2 separate regions of the Capra hircus genome follow, and region 1 is linked to region 2. A link is a contact called in public Hi-C data. All regions are on one chromosome and are shown on one strand. The core of a region is the stretch at or near the end of the contact, and the rest is flanking DNA. Distances in the headings are between cores, read along the strand shown. Region 1 overlaps TBC1D1 (TBC1 domain family member 1). Region 2 overlaps TBC1D1 (TBC1 domain family member 1).

The links. A called contact is a pair of places that touch in the nucleus more often than the background predicts.
Region 1: a Hi-C map of blood shows a contact between it and region 2, with 1.7 times the contacts expected there. The contact joins two enhancer-like sites. A contact is called at or near these places in 2 of 5 Hi-C or Micro-C datasets (both in blood).

What each region holds. Positions count from the first base shown.
Region 1 is chr6:57,883,999-57,887,745 of ARS1.2, forward strand. TBC1D1 (TBC1 domain family member 1) reads left to right here. Exons shown (of 20, transcript XM_018049370.1): 3 at 294-749; 4 at 2,657-2,746. Among named protein-coding and RNA genes, the nearest start is that of TBC1D1, 110 kb to the left of the region's middle. Within about 2 kb of position 1,338, at least 1 of the 5 cell types and tissues checked has an H3K27ac peak or open chromatin away from gene starts, as enhancers often do.
Region 2 is chr6:57,815,549-57,819,154 of ARS1.2, forward strand. The region is part of intron 2 of TBC1D1 (TBC1 domain family member 1); the gene reads left to right. Among named protein-coding and RNA genes, the nearest start is that of TBC1D1, 44 kb to the left of the region's middle. Within about 2 kb of position 2,348, at least 1 of the 5 cell types and tissues checked has an H3K27ac peak or open chromatin away from gene starts, as enhancers often do.

The DNA of each region.
Region 1 (3,747 bases), core at 88-2,587, 67 kb after region 2:
TGTGGATGCGGGCCCTGTGCGTCCCAACCACTGTGCTGGGCTGGGCTTAGTCACTCAATCCTGTCCGACTCTTTGCTACCCCACGTATGTGTGTAGCCTGCCAGGCTCCTCTGTCCATGGGATTCTCCAAGCAAGAATACTGGAGTGGGTAGCCATTTCCTTCTCCAGGGTATCCGCCCAACCCAGGGATCGAACCGGGTCTCCTGCATTACAGGCGTATTCTTTTCCAGCTGAGCTACCAGGGAAGCCCAACCACAGCAGGTTCCAAATGACATTCCTTCCTTTCCCCGCAGGTGCCTGAGATCATCAGTTCCATCCGGCAGGCTGGGAAGATCGCCCGCCAGGAGGAGCTCCGCTGCCCTTCGGAGTTCGATGACACATTCGCCAAGAAGTTCGAGGTGCTGTTCTGCGGCCGCGTGGCCGTGGCGCACAGGAAGGCTCCACCCGCCCTGATCGATGAGTGCATCGAAGGCTTCAGTCACGTGAGCGGCGGCTTCTCCTCGGATCAGTTCCGGTCTGCACCGCAGCCACCGGGGGATGGGGAGCGGGGCCCGCGGCCGATGCGCAAGTCCTTCTCGCAGCCCGGGCTGCGCTCCTTGGCCTTCCGAAAGGAGTTTCAGGATGCAGGGCTGCGGAGTAGTAGTTTCTTCAGCTCTTTTGAGGAGAGCGACATCGAGAACCACCTGATTAGTGGACACAATATTGTGCAGCCGACAGATATTGAGGAAAATCGAACTATGCTCTTCACGGTAAAATATTATCAAGCCTCCTGCACATCCCCAGTCTGGTCTGTGTGTTCAAAAGAAAATCTGCTTAGTTGAACGAAGATTATCTGTGAATTGCTTTTGGATTTATGTGTGAATCCATATATTTTTATTCTGAATAATTCTTTTATCAGGATAGAATCCTTATTTAGTCCCCATTACCCCCATTAGGGGGTAACAAACAGAATCTATCTTACATCCTGTATGATTTTTATCTGCCTCCCACATGATGGTGAAGACATCTTTTCAATGTGGAACAATCAATTAATGTGTGTAAAAGAGGCTCCAAAAGGGTTTTTTTTTTTTTTTAAACATATTTCAAGTAATATATTTCAGCAAAATTTTTTTGGAAAATACCCCTTTACTATTTTTATAAATTTGTTAAACTACTTACACTTTGTTACCTGGGTAATTGGGGATAACTGATATTTGAAATTGATACCCAAACTACAGTATTAGTTTAGCCAGCTGCTTACTCTTTTCTAGAAATGGTTTGATAAACTGACAGTGAGCCAAATGCCAGAAAAGGCATGGGCAGGAGGCTGTCCTGGCAGTTGAGGCTCCTCGGTCCGGGCTGATCCCAGCTGTTCTGGAAAGGTTGCTGTCCTAGGAGTTCTCTGGGTCTGAACTGATAGGACTCAGCTGGTTTCCTAGTGAGTTAGCCTCTGCAGTATGGGAAGGAGATTGTTCTCAGCCTCCTCTGTCTCTTCTTTGGCCTAAGGCTGACTGAGAGTCTAGGGAGAGAGGAAGGTGTGCTTAAATATAACGTTTCCATGCCTAACTCCGGGCCAAGTGATGAGGAAGCTGGCTGTGGAGATATACAGGGTCGAAATCGAGATGGAGTGTCAGAGGGCCGATTTCTTCCTCTTTTCATGGTTGACCTAATATACTGAAAAGAGTGCTACGTTGGCAGTCAGACTGGTGTTGTAATGTGTGGTCTGTATTAAAAAAAAAAAAAGAACCCCACCAACACCTCTTGGTATCATTGGGAAAGCTGCTTAGTACATTTATTTTCAAGTATTTATTGTGTAAATGCTATCTACAGGGTCCCTTGCAGCATGCTAGAAATACAGCAATGGACAGGACAGGCATGATCTCTGCCCACGTGAAATTTAGATTCCAGTGAGAGACTGACAACTGATTGTATGAGTAATTGTCTCACTAAAATTGTGATAAATGCTGCGAAGGAGGCTGTGAGGGCTTCTGGGGAATCAGGGCTTTCTGAAGGCAGTGATTTTCACTGAGCAGAAGTGTCACTGTGGCCAGCTAGAGGAGCATCCTGGGTTCAGGGAACAGCAGGGGAAGGAGGGGAGCTGCACGGTTAACTATGTGGTTATTGCGACAGTCCTCTGTCCTAACGGAGATCTGTTAGGCTGACCCTCGTCTGTAAGACAATGTTAGTTTGTGCTCACACTGTTAACTTTTTTAGGAAGTCAGGTAAGCAGGAGTGAGTATCTAACACAGTATGTACTCAACAAATGGTAGATTTTTTAACAATAATTTAAGATTTTTCTGATCATTAGAAAGTGTCCTGGAAATTTTAAAAGAGAAGCTCCTGTATCCTTGGAGAGTCGCTTATGTAGAAAACCTCTCTTTCACAAAGGGGAGCTGTGGGAACCTGAGGCTTTGTGACTGACTATGAGGTATTTGGTCCTTTCATCTCAAGACAGCTGCCTGACGAAGGTGAACACCTTGACGGTTATCTCCTACCCAAAGCCCGTAGAGTAGAGTGTGCCCTGGAAGTGGTCTTCTACATGATATGGTCACTGTTAAACAGGAGCTTGAGCCATTGATTCTTTATTTTCCTAGGTCATGAAATGAGAAAGTTTGTATAATAAATCTGAATTCAGTGTTCATGCAAAGCTAGTTTCTTTCTTTCTTTGTCTTTTAAGATTGGTCAATCTGAAGTTTACCTCATCAGTCCTGACACCAAAAAAATAGCGTTGCAGAAAAATTTTAAGGAGATATCCTTTTGCTCTCAGGTAAATGAACATGGGTTATCAGCTCAACTGCAGTTGAATTTTTTAATGAATTATTTTACTGTTTGTCATTCAACCGAAGTGGCTAAGGTCACAAGATGTATGCTTTCTAAGTGCTGGGTTTGTGATCTTGCATTTCCTTCTGTGTATTAAGGCAAAATATAACTTGAATGTTAAAAATTTTGCTTTTAGCAACCATAACTTACTGGAGAAAGTACGTTTCCTTTTCTTTTTTTCCCAGTCATTGGCAGTCCTGATTTCCAGGTGTATGTGCATGTATGTGTGTCTGTATGCATATTTATATATATACTCATACACACTAATATATTTTTTAAAGTACTTATTTTTACTTTCTAAAAATTCATGACTTTGGGGATACCAAGATCATTATTTCTCTTCCTTAAAATATAATAAGTAATGAGTACCTTTGAGGATGTTTTCCTTAGAGTAGTGTCTACTTGAGTTGTTTCCTGAAAATCTCCTGGGTGTGTTTCATAGAGAGATTTGGAGAATCTGTCAGTTATAATGAGCTATGACAACTTTACTCAGAATCTTCCTAGCAAAAATGGGTTACTGTTTGGGTAGTTTTAAAAAGTCTGAAATCATTTTCTCAGTTTCATTTTCTCAAAATTAATAAGACATAATGAAACTCTCATTGTTGATTTATAATGTGATCTATGTAATGATTCAATAGGGAATTTTTTCCCCCAAAGGTGAAAACGACGTTCATGCATAAGATCGACTAGAGAACCGTTTACAAAGAAAATGTTTTTTCCAAATCATATTTTCCTTTGGAGTAACCTCTTGCATATGCTTAACTTGCCGTTGGAGAACATTGATGGCAATGCCAGGATGTGTCAGTGATTGCTCGTTTATTGGGAAATATTTGACCTGAAAGTGAGATTCTCCATAGACATTTTATCTTGATTTGCTTGTATTTCTGTTGAAATGGTAATACTAAATATTTGCTTTTTCATATGGTAGTTTTATTGTTTCCTAAAGGA
Region 2 (3,606 bases), core at 1,098-3,597:
AGCCCAGAAGCTCAGGATGAGTCAGAAGAGGCATGGACACCACAGTGCAAGGTGTCCCTGGGCCTGTGCCAGGAGCAAATGTACATCAGGCTGCCCAGGTGACCCCCAGGCCAAAGACCAAAATCAAGGTAAGCCAGAGGTGAATGCAAGAGTTAATTTGCAGAGGTTTCTGTGAGTCAGAAGCTAGGGCAGGAGTGGGCTTTCTCTGGAGGCTCCACTTTATCGGCTGATAAATGTTGCTTTTCTGCAGGTTTCTGCCATAGACCTGCTTCTCTTTCCACCTGTATCAGTCAGAGTAGGTTTGGTTTTGTTGCAGTAACAAACAAATCTCGGTGCCTTATAACAACACATTTCTTGTTCTAGCTATGTATTCATTATGAATTGCCTATCACTTGGTTATTCGAAATCTTTATTCTGAGGTCCAGGCTGACCATGCAGCCTCTCTCTGGAATGTTGCTGCTCATCATAGCAGATAGAAAACTCCATAGAAAACTATGGCGAACCCTTCGCTTCAGTCGCATCTGACTCTATGTGACGATATGGACTGCAGCCCACAAGGCTCTTCCATCCATGGTATTTTCCAGGCAAGGATACTGGAGTGGGTTGCCATGCCATCCTCCAGGGAATGTTCTGGACCCTGGAATAGAACTCAGGTCTCCTCTGTCTCCTGCATTGGCAGGCGGGTTCTTTACCACCAGCGCCACCTGGGAAGCCCCAGGGAGAACGCTGCGCTGACCTTAAAGGTCAGCTTTCTGTACAGAAGGAGGTGATCCATGTCATTTCCACTTGCATATCTTTGGTCAAAACAAGTCATGTGGCAACAGCAAGGTAGCAAAGTTGAATCTTCCCCCCAGGAATGGGCGATGAATCTTTATAAGAATAACACAGCCTACCTCGTGACTATATCAACCGCAGGGGCATCTCACTACTCCCAGACCTCAGTCATTGCCCATGTGATCCTAGCTCCCATCCTCTATCTCATATCTCTGCACAGAAATCTAGGCCCACATCTGTAGCTGCCAATCAGGCAGTTCTCCTTGGTCACTTTAAACTGAACATGAACAAGCAAACTAAAGTCATTTTCCTCTTCAGCATTTTGCTTGTTTTTGGTTGAAGGCCTCCTGTCCACCTGGTTATGCAAATCAGACACCTGGGGGTCATCTGTGACTTCTCTCTCTCCGTATTCACCTCATACCCACCCACCACTCAGAAAGTCTTTTTGATTGTACCCAATACATGTCTTGACTATTGCTGCTTCTCTTCATTTCCTTGCCTCTACTAGTTCTTATATGCATGCTCAGTCACTCAGTCGTTTCTGACTCTTTGAGACCCCGTGGACTATAGCCCACCAGGATCTCTGTCCATGGAATTTTCCAGGCAATGATACTGGAGCAGGTTGCCATTTCCTTCTCCAGGGGATCTTCCCAGCCCATGGACCGAACTGGCATCTCCTGCTTCTCCTTCACTGGCAGGCAGATTCTTTACCTCTTGGTGAGCTCTAAAATAATCCTGATGTCTCTGTATTTCCCCTCCCCAGTTCATTCCACCTGACATGCGGTGATCTTTCTAATTTGCAGAACCAACAATACACCCTTCTGTTGCCACCTCTGCTTGAGCTCGTCAGCAGATGGCTTCTGATTATTCTGAGAATTAAGCTATGGAGTGCCAATAAGGCTCTTTATCTGCCTCTCCAGCCTCACCTTAACCACTGTCCCTCCCTCACAAGTGCCTATGTTTCTTGCCCCCACCATACTGAAGTCCTTCCATTTTCTCTGCATGCTGCGCCCTCTCTTGCTTCTGGTTGTTCCTTCTTTTTAAGAATTATTAATTTATTTGGCCGCATCAGGTCTTACTTGCAGCATGTGGTATCTAGCTCCCTGACCAGGAATTGAACCCTTGCTCCCTGCATTGGGAGGGTGGGGTCTTAGCCCAGGGAAGTCCCTGTTGTTCCTTCTGACTATTCTGCTCTCTATCCTCTTCAGCTGTCTGACTTTAAATCATCCCTCGTGTCTCAGCTTAAAACTCACTTCCCCAGGAAGCCTTCCCTGGCTGCCTCCTACAGCAGATAAGGTGTTTCTGTTGTATATTCTGGGGCAGCATGCTTTCTTTTCCCTGGCGCCCATCACCCTTTATAGCTTCCTTAAATGTCTGTTGTTTGTCTTTGCTGCCTCATTGTAATATCTCTGAGGGCAGTGACTGCTTCAACATTGTGACTCAACTCCTAGCAGAGTGTCTCAAATAGTCTAGGTGCTGGCAGATGCTTATGAAATGACCATGAATGACTGTGCGTGGTGTCAAAACCATAGTTCTGGCCTGAACTCAAGAGCAAGGCCAGGAGGACATGAAAATGTCCTTGCTTCTTAATGTCAAGGGAAACTGAGAAAAACCAGCTCAGCTTGGCTTGGCTTAGGGCTAGAGGGGTAGTATCAAATTAAAACAGGCTTCCAGAGAAAGGCAAAGGAAGGTCAGGGCCAGGAAGAAATGAGATCGTCTGGGCTATAACCTCTTCGAGTGAACGGATTTTAATTTTGTTCACAGCAGAATCCCTGTGCCTAGAACAGTATTGGGCACATATGAGGCAGTTAAATACTTTGTTGGGGAACTTCCCTGATGGTCTAATGGTTAGGGCTCCACTCTTCCACTGCAGGGGGCACGGGTTTGGTCCCTGGTCTGGCAACTAAGATCTCACAAGCTGTGCGGCATGACCAAAAAAAAAAAAGGAAAAATAAAACACTTTATTGGCTGAATGAATGGACAAATTCTGGGTCACAATTCTTGGCTCCAGGAATCAACCCTGGCTGACATAAGCAGGAAAAGAACTTATTGAAAGGATATAAGTAGTTCTCAGAATCAACATAAAGACCAAGATAATCCAGCCTCACAAATGAGCAGCAACCAAGGGGAGCCAGGCAGGCGGAACCATGGCCGAGGTTGTAGCACAGGAATGCTTGCTAAGGACACCACTCTGACACCCCTGCTACCAGACGCCAGTGTCTTCCACACTCCCACCACTGGCTGTGAGTTGTGGCCCCACTGGACTCCAGTGACACTGCCCTCCTTGTGAGTCCGATCTCGCTGACCGTATGACCTGAGTTTACCCCTTCGAAGTTCAGATCCCAGACAGGAATGAACACGTGGTTGTCTGGCAGAGCCAGCGTTGATTGCCACAAAGGGAGAGAGTGTGAATATTTGTCCCCCGTCAGCAGAGGGGGCCATACTGCCACCTATTTGAGAATTTCTCCCTAAATAAGACAGTCATTTGATGCTAGGCAACCTAACAATGGTTTATGTCCAGTATGGGAGGGCTGGAGAAAAAAATTCAGAACCAAGGAAAGTATTTTTTCATTTAAAACATTTAATTATAATAAATGCTAATTATAAAATTTCAATTAATTCAGATATGGGTAAAGTATAAAGTGTTAAGTCCCTCTACTTCCCAATCCACACTCTACACCAAGATACAGCCACACTTATCAGTTGGAAATAGGTTCTTCTTCAAGAGACTTCTTGGATCAGAATTGTTTCTTAAACTGTACAGGGTTGGACTTAATCATTATTACTGGTTGCTTAGAATTTACAGGTAAAGCTTATAGTCAGATATTTTTT